2 separate regions of the Mus musculus genome follow, and region 1 is linked to region 2. Evidence: chromatin contacts called from public promoter capture Hi-C data. All regions are on one chromosome and are shown on one strand. Each heading gives the region's core, a stretch centred on a gene start, on an enhancer-like site or on the middle of the called end of the contact. The rest is flanking DNA. Distances are from core to core; before and after follow the strand shown. Region 1 holds the start of 4933407E24Rik (RIKEN cDNA 4933407E24 gene). Region 2 has its middle 34 kb from the start of Gm40242.

What was found. Promoter capture Hi-C pulls out the DNA fragments that hold promoters and counts their contacts.
Region 1: a promoter capture Hi-C map of neural stem cells shows a contact between it and region 2. The contact joins the promoter of 4933407E24Rik here to the enhancer-like site in region 2. A contact is called at or near these places in 1 of 39 promoter capture datasets (neural stem cells), 3 of 484 Hi-C or Micro-C datasets (cerebellar granule neurons, cerebral cortex and ganglionic eminence), 8 of 115 datasets of contacts at active chromatin or transcription factors (craniofacial prominence, embryonic basal ganglia, embryonic forebrain and 5 more) and 2 of 9 other capture datasets (embryonic stem cells and embryonic tail).

The regions. Positions count from the first base shown.
Region 1 is chr4:124,566,325-124,572,187 of GRCm38.p6, forward strand. 4933407E24Rik (RIKEN cDNA 4933407E24 gene) reads left to right here and starts at 2,855. Exons shown (of 3, transcript NR_045819.1): 1 at 2,855-2,969; 2 at 4,689-4,973. All of the region lies in intron 1 of Gm2164 (predicted gene 2164), which reads right to left.
Region 2 is chr4:124,235,191-124,240,837 of GRCm38.p6, forward strand. No RefSeq gene overlaps it. Among named protein-coding and RNA genes, the nearest start is that of Gm40242, 34 kb to the right of the region's middle. Within about 2 kb of position 1,506, at least 18 of the 459 cell types and tissues checked have an H3K27ac peak or open chromatin away from gene starts, as enhancers often do. A contact at or near this core is called in cerebral cortex and neural stem cells, where this site is marked.

The DNA of each region.
Region 1 (5,863 bases), core at 1,605-4,104, 330 kb after region 2:
AGGTCAGGTTCCCTAGAAATAGATCAAAGATGGAGATTTGCATGCAGAGGATTTACTGGAGAGTGAGAGCAGGGACATTAGTCAAAAGGAAAGAAAGCCGGACTGGGCTGAGTGAATCCTTGAACCCTGTGCATATGCATCGCAGACGGCAATCCCTTGGAAAGTTCTAGAACAGGTATGACACTTTAGAGATAGACCGAAATTAGGTGATAGTAAACAGTCGGTGAGTCGGAACCGCCTCCAGGGAGGAACATAAACTCTAGGAGAGGCGGTTCCATTTATCAAAAGGCCGTTCTGGCAGAGAGACCATTGGATGCTATGGGCAACCAATGCTACCTATCCCTGAGAACTAAACCATAGCAACCTCCTCGAGCCACATTAGGGAACTCAAGAGGAGAATGGTGGTTGGTATTGTTCCTGAGGTCAAGTGCTCCACTGGGCTGGTCTACAGGGAGTCCCACGAGGCTATGGAAGTGGGGTGTTCATTCAGTGATGTAGTGGGAGGAGTTTCATGCAAGAGCTATAGGAGGAGGAGAAGCAGGAGGGAAGATGAGCCTCTGGGTCATTCTAATTCTCCAGAATGAGTGGCTACTCAAGGAAACAGTGCCTAAGATAAGTTGTCTTTTAGAAGCACAGCTTTGCCAGGCATGGTAGAGGCACACACCTCTAATGTCGGCACTCAAGAGGCAAAAGCTGGAAGATCTCTGTGAGTTCGAAGCCAGCCTGGTGGTCTATGTAGTGAGTTCCAAACCAGCCAGGACTACAAAGGGAGACCCTGTCTCAAAACAAAGAGAGTCTACATCTTTGAACACTGCTTGTATTTGCACTGCTTGCATATGTGATAATGTATACAGACACATGTACACACACACACACACACACACACACACAGAGAGAGAGAGAGAGAGAGAGAGAGAGAGAGAGAGAGAGAGAGAGAGAGAGATGCACACAGTTTTCCCAGAGCAAGAACTCCAGCTATCTGCTGCTAATAAGCAGATCTCTGTCTGAAACCACGTCTTCCTGCTCACCTGTTGACCACGAGTGCACCAGCTGGAGTCCGAGCTCCACGTTCAAGTCTATGCAGACTCCTGGGAGCAAGAGTGATGTCACCAACAGCAACCAACCTTCACTGAGCACCAGCTAGCTACATTTACAAGTTTGCTCATTCCTCCTTCTAACCCATGAGACAGGTGCCTCTATTTACCCATTTCCCAGAGAAGGAAGCAAAGGTTCCAAGGAGCTAGACCTGTCTGTGGTTTGTGCAACTGGTTGGTGTCAGAACTGGAACCAAGATTCCAGTTAGGGTGGTGATTGAGGCAAATAAGGACACTGAGGATTGAACCAGCAGCTGACACAGTGGCACATGCCTTTAGACCCAGCACTCAGGAGGATATCTGAATTTGAGGTCAGCTTGGTCTACAAAGCAAATGCCAGAATAGGCAAGGCTGTTATACAGAGAACCCTGTCTTTAAAAAAAAAAACAGAGAGAGAGAGACAGAGAGAGACACAGAGGCACAGAGACAGAGAGAGACAGAGACACAGAGAGACATAGAGAGAATATTGAACTGGCTCATTCGTTCATTCATTCATTCATTCAGGAAACATTTATGGAGGACCTACTGTCCCAAGCACTTGAGAAACCTCATGCAGCTGTAGCCACAAACAGCCGTTCCCTCGTGTAACTCCCTATAGAGCGGGAAAGAAAAAGAAATAATGAATATAATATGTCAATACTCATTTGTATATTTTAAGTGTATAATGGATTCTCTGGTCTGCCCCAGTTCCCCACTTTGGAACTGAGACTCCTCTCCCTTGTTATGGGAGTGTTGATGGATGGCCATTCAGCAGTCTCTCTGCAAAACTGCTCTGAAAAGGGAGCTGCTTCACCTACGGCTACTCCCTTCCCTAGGAGAGCCTTCATCCCATGTCTGCTCAGTAGAGAATCACAAATGTCCATGCCCTGTCTTAATGCCTGGCCACTTTGAAAGCTCCCCTGGATCCCAGGTCCCTGGACATCAGCTCCAGCCTTTGCTGTGACTGCATCAGATGGCAGCCCTTCCTCTGTCCTGGGCTGCTTCCTTCACAGGTCTGAGAGCCTTTCCCAGTACACTCCCTCCAAGGGAAATTCTCTACCACAGTCTCTTTCTCTGTGTGTTCAACCTGCTTTGGGAAGGGTATCTTCTAGGGGAGGGAGAGGACGGCAAGAAAAGAAGCAAAAATCAGCAGAGGAAGAAGGATCAGAGGGCAGGGCCCCAAAAGGCAGCAGGCTGTGAAATCAAAGAAGATACTTGAGACAACCTCATTAAGAAGTGATATTTGAGCAAAGACTTGAAGGTGGTTGTAAGGGAGTTACCCACGTGGAAACTAGGTGAGATGGGATGACACAGAACAGTGCACATAAGAACTTGCTGGCCACTATAAGGTCCTCTGGAGGACCTGGTCTGAAATGAACCCTCCCCAGACTTCTATAGAGACCAAGAGCAGAAGCAGAGCCATCTGCCTGGAAGTCACTGCAGAGAGCCAGCTGAGGAGGATGTACCAGGGTGGCAGTGACCGGTGACAAAGGGGGCTCAGAGGTACGCTTTTAAAGTGCAGCCAGCATGTTTGGCCAACGACTGGGTGCAGGAAGTGAAGAGAACACAGGACCCAAGAATAACCATGACCTTTTCTTGTCCTGAGATGGAAGGTCTCACCAAGACCTCAGACAAGGAAAAACCCACTGGAGAAGGTTCAGAGGAGACCTGATGTGAACGCTGTTGTAGTTGAAATTGACAGTCACACCCATAGCACAGGATGGCTACCCAGCTGAGGCACAAAGGCTAGAGTTCCAAATGGGAATGACAGTTGGGGGTCAGGAGGACAGTGGAAGTGGGCACAGGGACCCAGCTCTATATTTCCATCCCATGCTGTCCCAAGACTCACAACAAGTTCCTGTGACCTCTCAAACTATGCGAGGGGCCGGCAAACACGTGAGCAGAGAAGGTTCTGTGTGAAAAGTGTCCAAGTGGACATTTGTGACTGAGATGAGGGCTCAAATGCTATGTCCCTGCATATGGAGGTGGGGTGTGTGTGTGCCTGTCTGTCTGTCTGTCTTTCTGTCCATATGTCCATAAAGATCCAGCACCTTGCAATGTAAATACGGAGATGATGCCAGCCCAGAGCCTGGTACCTAGAGGTCTCCCATTGTTATGGAATGTGTAGAGTAAGCAATTAGCTGCTGTTGGCATTTAAAACATCAACAAACGCTCCTTGCCTGCCCTGAACCACACGGGTCCCCTTAAAGCCTTGTACAAATGACTCTTGAACATGAAGGTGCCTGCAACTCCCAAGTGCCCGGCTCTTCCCTGCTGTGTCTGGCCAAGTGGGGGAACTCCTGTCACTGCTCAGGAGGGCGGAGAGTTAACTCTCCTTTTGCCATTAAACATAATCAGGGAGAAATCTGTGTGAAGCTTGGCGCTCTGGCCGGTAAGTGATTCCCCCAGAACAACAGATAAAAGCCCGGCACTAAAGTGCAGCCAGAAACGATGTGTAATTGCCATGAAAGAATCTTTGAATCTACACGCTGCTTTTAACTTGGGAGGCTTAAATTACAATTAATAGTTCCCTTGTAGAAGGGGGGGAATGCAGAAGTGGGGGTGGGGGAATAGAGGAATTCAAGGCCCTTGAGCTCAGAGCCCCAGGCTCCATCTAAGCGCTTCAGTGTTGGGGGGTGGCTAAATAGTAGAGAGAGAGGAGAAAACTAAAAGTATAGCTTTCTTGGGGTCTCAGGAACCCTGATCGGTTATATTTCTTACAAGCTCTAAACATACTGCTTTCTGAAGAAGCTCCTGGGTACTTCTGAGTGGTGGAGCCCCTCCCAACAGTATCCTGCAATGTTGCAAATAGCCAGAACCCACTGCCCCCATTTTGCAGATGGGGAAACTAAGGAGACCCCCCCTGGAGTATAGCTAGTCTACCTGCAATTTCCCAAACTAGAAATGTTCTGGGAGCTCTTTCCTCCCACGATATCCTAGGGTAAACATGTTCAGAGATGGAAGGGTGTCTGTCTGCTTCCATATCATAGTATGAACTCAGCCCACTTGCTTGCTGGCCGGTCCTTTTTTTAAGCACCTAACCAATGAGCCAGATTTGGGGTTGGGGGTGTGTAGCTCAGTGATAAGGCACGTGCCTAACATCTGTAAGGGCCTAGATTCCAACACCAATACTACAAAAATATAATGAAAATAAAAGAGGATAGTAAGTACCAGGTAGTGATACATGCCTTTAATCCCAGCACTCAAGAGGCAGAGGCAGGCAGATCTCTTGAGTTCAAGGCCAGTCTTGTCTACTACAGAGTGAGTCCCAGGACAGCCAGGGCTACGAAGATAAATCCTGTCTCAAACACAGCCCACCAATAAAAGATGACAATAAGAATAATTTGCTGAGCCATACAGCCCTTCCCCTGCCCCAACACCCTCCTCCCAAGGCCTATTGTGCTCCCCTGAGGAAACCTTCAATGTCATCCTCAGACCTGGATCAATCCCCGATATCTTTGTCTGACTCAGTCTAGGTGTCCCCTTCTGTACTTTATCCCCTCCCCACCCCCTCTCTCTATTAACCCATTAGGCCCAAGGCTGTAGACAGCTTCCATGGAGGAGCTGCAGTTAGGCACAATCAGGGGCCAATGCTCTCCTTTATCTGTCCTCCAGGAACAGAGGGGTCTGGTCTTCCTAAGACACCACCAACACTGTGAGAAGGGGCCCAGAGGAGCGGCCACACCATTCCCGGAGCTTGCCGAGAGACTCCGACACTGGTGTCAGTGGGAATTCTGAAGCTCCCGGCACATGAGCTCATGCGTGGCCGAGTGCCCAGCCCTGTGCTTCACGGCTTTGGAATGTGTTTTCTAGGCTGGCCTGCCTTGCTCCCCCCATCTCACCACAGCAAGGGCTGCTGTCTGCTCTCGGCTCTTCAAAGCCAGGCAAATTCCAGAAAGGGTTTGTTTTTATTCTAATACTTACCAAGTCTTGGGTGTGTAGTGTGTGTGTGTGTGTGTGTGTGTGTGTGTGTGTGTGTGTGTGCACTCGAGTGAGCACATGCATGCTTGCACACACATAAGCAGTATGCATACAAGCACTCAGGTCTTGCCCAAGGGGCAAAGCCCCTGTGTATGTGCATGGCTGAACCTGTGTGCACCTGTCTCCAGGCATGAGTAGACACCATGGGCATATCTGTGTGTGCTTGTGTATGTAGTGCGTGTATTCTGTGCATGAGTAGTTTTAAAGGAACGCAGTGGGATCTGCTTGGGGCCCTGTGTAGCTGAACCTTATTTATAGCTCTCCTCTGTCTGCTTCGTTTCCTCTAACTTCCCTGCAGAATGATATGAATGAAAATGACACTATTGACTATCTGGGTAACCATAAAAGACCTTATAGAAATAAGATTTTTATAGTTTGAGGACTGGGAGAATCAAAAGACTAAGAGTTATGGACTCACAGGAGAGGAGAGAATCAAGCGGCGGCGGTCGGAGGGGTCCCTGGGTGGATCGTCTGTGGGTTTGGTTTTTTTTTTAAACAAACTCATATAAATAAAGTGATTGTCTTGAAAGAGTTATGGGAGCCCTGAAGCTGGGCAATATCCCTCCTGCAGAGGCGGAGGGCAGCTTGCTCTCTGCCTGAGAGGAAACTCTCCGCTTTAGCTGAGTTCCTGCTCCTGGCCTCCCCAGAGAGGTAGAGGAGGCAGGCACAAGCCCAACGACGATGCCCTTTTGTCTCCTGGGGACCTACGGGATTTGACACATTAGTTGTTGAGCTCCCCACCAGCTCTGTGCCCTACAGTGGGTGCCAACCCTGAGATCAAAACTACAGGATCTGACCTTCCAGACTTA
Region 2 (5,647 bases), core at 256-2,755:
ACCCTACACAAGCCAGCCCTTTAGAAGTTCTTAAAAACAGTGTTGAAACACTCTGACAGGCATGCCTGTGGGGTTTCATGAGAGTCAAGGTCAGAGCTTCCTAAAGTCACCTGTGTCTAGACCCAACAGACCAAAGAGAGGTGCTAGAATCATCTCCACAGAGCAGAGCCAGGAGAGGCAGCTTTGACAAAGAGCACAGAAATTGGGCTTGTCATCAAGAAGCCCTGGGTTTGAGGCCCAGCTCCTCTTCCCACTGTTAGTTGTAACGCTTTCGCTAAGTCATGTCACCCAAGTTTCCTGCTAGGTAAAATAGGAACAAGAATGCAATTAAACAGTTGGAAGGATCTGATTGTATATTTGAAAGGGTTTTGTATTCTAAAGGGCTACATAAAGGGAGGAAATCCCACTGAGGCCCAGAGTAAGGGGTGAGAAGGGCAGAGGCTGTGTACACATCACACACAGCCAGGAGCACTGAGCTTAAGCTCGAGAGCTGATCTTTTCTGAAAACAAAAGATCTAGATGCCTAGAAGGTCCTTGACTTAAGACAGGATAGTGTTCCAAATAAGCCCATGGAAGACTGTAAAGAATCTAACCAATCGAGAAGGCATTTAATATGCCTAAGACGTAGACCAGCCTCACCTTACAGCAGAACACCCTAGAGTATCCTTGGGCTCCCATCATGACCACGGCTGGACCTGTGCCTAGCTGCTGCCCCCTGCGAGTCAAATACTACCCTCAGACTGCCTATCACTGCCCCTTATGGCAAGTTCCTACTCTCAGTTCTACCCATACCAACCTGAGTTTCTTTATCCCTGGGGCTAAAGGTCAAAGAGATCTCAGTAGCCTGGAAGAAATTATCTGACTTGAGTTAAGGTCAGTTTACTAAATTCACATGGCATGCAAGAAAGTGTCCTGAATCTGGGAGGGGGGACATCAAAGGCTTTGGTCCTTTTTGAGCCTATAGACTCTTGAGAGCATCCATGTCCTGCGAGAGCCACCACTCAGGTGGACAGGACACCCAATCCTTTAAGAGAGTTTAGGCTTACGCTGAAAGAGGTCATGGCCTTGCATGAAAAGGCAAGACCAAGGGAAGGAACACCTCCTGAGAACCCCTGGCAGCACACAGCTTGCATGTGAGCTTAGGGGCTAGAAATGGGATATTTGGAGTCTGTCCTTACTCAACCTAATATCTTCACAAGAAGGACATTTACACAGGTGCTAGGTTGGAGGAGTTGATACTGTGTTCAGGGACAGTGTGGGACAGTAGTGATTGGTGCCCATGTCTGAGTGAGGTGGTCCAAGCTTATCATGTACTGACAAGCGTGCTTGGGGAGCAAGTGTCACCCCAGGAGGACTGGATCCCCACCCCTGCGTGCCTGGCACCCTGGGTGGAGGCAGCGTTCCTGTCTGGGCATTGCCACTTTCCATTCCCTTCACACAACCGCGTGTTGACATGTCGGTGCCTGGCCCGCTCACAGGGGATAACCAGGGAAGGCGCCCAAAGGCGGTGCCTGGCTCCCGAGCTGGCGGCAGGCCAGGGCGGCTTTGTTTAGCTCCTTCCCCTGAGGTGGCAGCCAGGCAGCTTGACTTCCACTTCATAGCTGCAGTTTCTCTGAGTGCTTCCGAGGTTGAATCTCTCCAAATGTCAGGGAGGAGCATTTACAACTCCGTCCTTTTATGACGCGCCTTTAAGGCCAATTTATCCAGAGCTAATAATCCTATGTGCTGTTGAATTTAGAGAGGAGGTGTACATTTTTTTTTAAAACTCATGAAATCGCAAGCAGATTGCTTGACTCAGTACTCCTGTGAATGCCCGATCCTCTCGTGGCTGTTATTATTAATATTAATAAGCATCTATATTCACAAACACACATCCACATACACCCACGGAGCACTGGGCAGAGCTCAGGGAGGACATGGCCTCTGTCCTCGGGGATCAGTAGAGAGCTGTCTCTAAGACGATGTAGCAAATCACAGGAGTATTGTAACTGTCAAGGTTTTAAGCACCTAAAAATCAGTCCTATCATTAGCAATCAGCAATCCCTGTTATAGAAGAATAAATCTTGTAATCTCCAAATTACCTGTTTGCACCAATTAGAGTCCAACTGATGAACATACCAATCAAAGGAGAATTTACTTGAAGCACCCAAGCTTATCTGGTTAAAAAAAAAAAAAAAGATACTAAGAACCGGCTGTGCTCACAAATGGATGTCTCCTCACTCACTATCTGTTAGGGTGGGTATTCTGCAAGCAGAGCTGACAAAACCCTGCACAGGTTCCCCCCAGGCAGGAGGGAATCCATGATGCATTTATTTGTTTATTTATTCATTTATTCCCTGCCTGCCTACAGAAAGGATTTGAGGCAGCCAACAATAAGAGCATGCACTATACTAAGGTAGACTCTTTCAGGTATCAAAATCAGGGAGATTTTGAAAATCAGGGAGTGGAAATGGAGACAGTGGGCTGGCTGGCATTCCCGATGTCCACTTGTCTTTGCTGAGTCTCCATGCTGAGCATAACCACAGGTACTGGAGGGTTAACAGCGGAGACTCAGCTCTTTGCCATCTGTAGGAAGCTTGTCAGGAAGAATGAGATGCAAGCCCTGGGCTTCTCTCTGAGCCTCTCACAAGGCAGTGAGCAGGGGAATCAAATGGGCCACCTGGTTCTCAGTGCGCGGTGGGGAAAGCGAGTCCATGGGAAGGCGTGTTTTCTCTCAAGCTGTAAATCTAAGCAGCAATTCCACGGTAGGGACCTGGTGGAAAGCACGTCATCGTGTGTTTACCAATCTCTTAGACGTGATATCTGTCTAGCCATCTCTTGGCTGGAGTTTGGGCCCTAAATCAGGAGTAAAGAGATAGGGTGTGGTGGCTCATGTCTGTAACTCCAGTGTTCAGGAGGCTAAGGCAGGAGGATTGCTGAGAGTGTGGGGATACCCGAGGCCACATGATATGAGTTCAAAACCTACAAGGGCTAAGCATCCTTGTTTTTGTTTTTTGGGTTGTTTGTTCGGTTTTTTTTTTTGTTTGTTTGTTTGGTTGGTTTTTTTTGTTTGTTTTTTTAGCAAACATAAAACCAGAAGCTTGGATTTTCTACTGAACCCTCCCTTCTTTGCTTCTCCTGAGCTTATGAAAACCTGGGTCTGGTGTTTGAGGCTGAGGCAAGAGGTGAGAGCTGGGGAGAGGAGGGGCATAAGAACTGGTCATTAAAGCAAGAGATGTCCCCAAGTCATCTTAACCAAGAAAAATAGCCTTAGTGGCACCTCCCCATCCCCATGCTGTGTAAGCCACCCCCCCAAGGGTGTCTTTAAAATTCGATGCTGATACAGGGCTCAGCATCACTTCCCCTTATTCATCTTCTGATGTCAATCACCTTGCCATGTTCCCAGCTCCACCTAGACTTATCCCTTATTCTGTATAGCTCTGCTTGGTCTGATAATCTCTGAGAAATTATGTTGCCATCTTACCAGGCTTGCTCGGCTCGCTTGTTTTATTTCTAAGTGTACCTGGTACTCATTCTGACCTCTTCCCTTGAACATTACTGGGTTACTCTAATAGCAAGAGCTCTTTAAGTGTCTGCATCTTCTGCTCTGTGGTAGGAAGCTCATCCAGGTGATGTGAGGTGTGGATGTAGAGGCTTCCACGGTCCCTGTACCCAGTGTCCACGCTGCTGTAGAGCTTCACCTGTGCTGAATCAGGGTGGCTCTATGTGACTCATGATGCCCGCAGCATCAGACACTGCGCTGGGGGCTGTAGACTCAGTGGTGGACAGACACTGTCCATGATCTCAGGAAGTTTACAGAGATCATGGCACATAGCAGGAAGAGGAGAACTTGAGACTGCAGAGAACTGGCTGAACTTCTGCGTCTCCCCTTGGCTTAGAGACTGTAACCTCTCTGAACCTGTTTCTTCATCTTTATTTTCTCTTATTTCCAGATATATGTTTTCTTAAGATGGGGTCTTTTGTAGCCCTTGTGTAACTGAAGGTGACTATAAACTCCTGATCCTCCCGCTTCTGCCTCCTAGGTGCTGAGATTACAGACACACCCAGTTTTATGTGGTGCTGGGGACAGAACCCAGAACCTAGTGCATGTTAGCTAGGCAAGCACCCACTGAGCTACATCTCTGGCCCTGTTTACCTATCTCCAAAGATGGCAAAGTAGGATCCACCGTAAGCCATTTGGTAGAGATTTAATGAGATCATCCAAACAGCATTTAGCACAATGACCAGATTTTGGTAGCTACTCCATGTGTGGTTGTTAACCCAGCTGTGCTATCCTGAGAACACAGTTATGAATGAAGAGTCATCTCTACCCTCAAGGTGCTGAGAACTGAGTGGAGAGGACAGATGAACCCTCAGTAAAGCTTAAGGCACAGCCACAGTAACATGGAAGGCTATGGGACCCCAACAGAGGGCATAGAAAAGTGTTGTGGAGACGAGGTGACATCTTAGCAAGCTTTTTGAGGTGAGTGGGACTTTCAAGAGTGAAGCACAACAAGAGCGTTGAGAACCCTGGGAAGTCACGGGACCTAAGGCAACACGCCATGGGATGCTCTGCGTCACGTGGCTTCTCTTTTGTGCCCTGTGATCTCCTGAGCCATTTTAAATGCTGCTGTTAAATCAGATAGCAAAAGATCCTACCTTTCCAGCTTGCATAGTCTTCAAGAGAGGGGAGTATGTCTTTGTTCATTACTGATTTCCACCACCCAGCACATGGTAGGCACTCGATAAATATTTATTAAATGACTAAGGATAATTACACATGCAAGCGGCTTGTCTCCAATGAGAAAATCGAGGAAACATTTTTTCTCATTTGCTTGATATAAGTTATTTCCCTGGGATACATGTGCGATGGCAATTAAGGAGGCTACATTATGTCACCGGGTTTGTAAGAGGCCTTGGGTTTCTCAGTCTCAGGGATCTTTCTCAGACTCCTGAGGCCCGTTTTTAACTTTGAAGCTGCTCACACTTCCCTGAGTATCCTCTGATGCTTGCCACACACCATCCGTCCTTCACACATCGTGGGTGTAGCAGGCCCAGGCGACTTCCAAGAGGTGCCTTTATCTTCCTTCGTTGAACTTCTATTTTGCTTTCGGTGTTCCTATGAAGGGAGATTCTTTGAAGCCAGAGCTCAACAGGACCATTTCTTGTGTCACTGAACTAAAACAAGGCTGGCTGCTGGGAAACTGTCCAGTGAGACCCATCCCTGTACTGGCTGGTTTTACGTCAACTTGAAATAAGCTACAGAGAGGAGGGAACCTCGATTGAGAGAATGCCTCCATAAGATGGGGCTGTAGGCAGGCTCCTGGGGCCTTTTTGTTAAATTAGTGATTGATGGAGGAGGGGCCAGCCCTTTGTAGGTGGGGCCACATGTGGGCTATTGAACCTAGGTTTTATAAGAAAACAGACTGAACAAGCTAGGAAAAAGGAAGAGAAAGTTAGTGAGCAGCACTCCTCCATGGCGTCTGCGCCCGCTCCTGCCCCCAGGTTCCTGCCCTGTGTGAACTCTTACTCTGACTTCCTTCGGTGACTTTAGTGATGGACGACTATGTAGAAAAGTATAAGCCAAATAAACCCTTTCCTCCACAAGTTGCTTTTGGTCATGGTGTTTCATTGTAGCAGTAGCAGCCCTAAGGTAGACCCTCCTCCC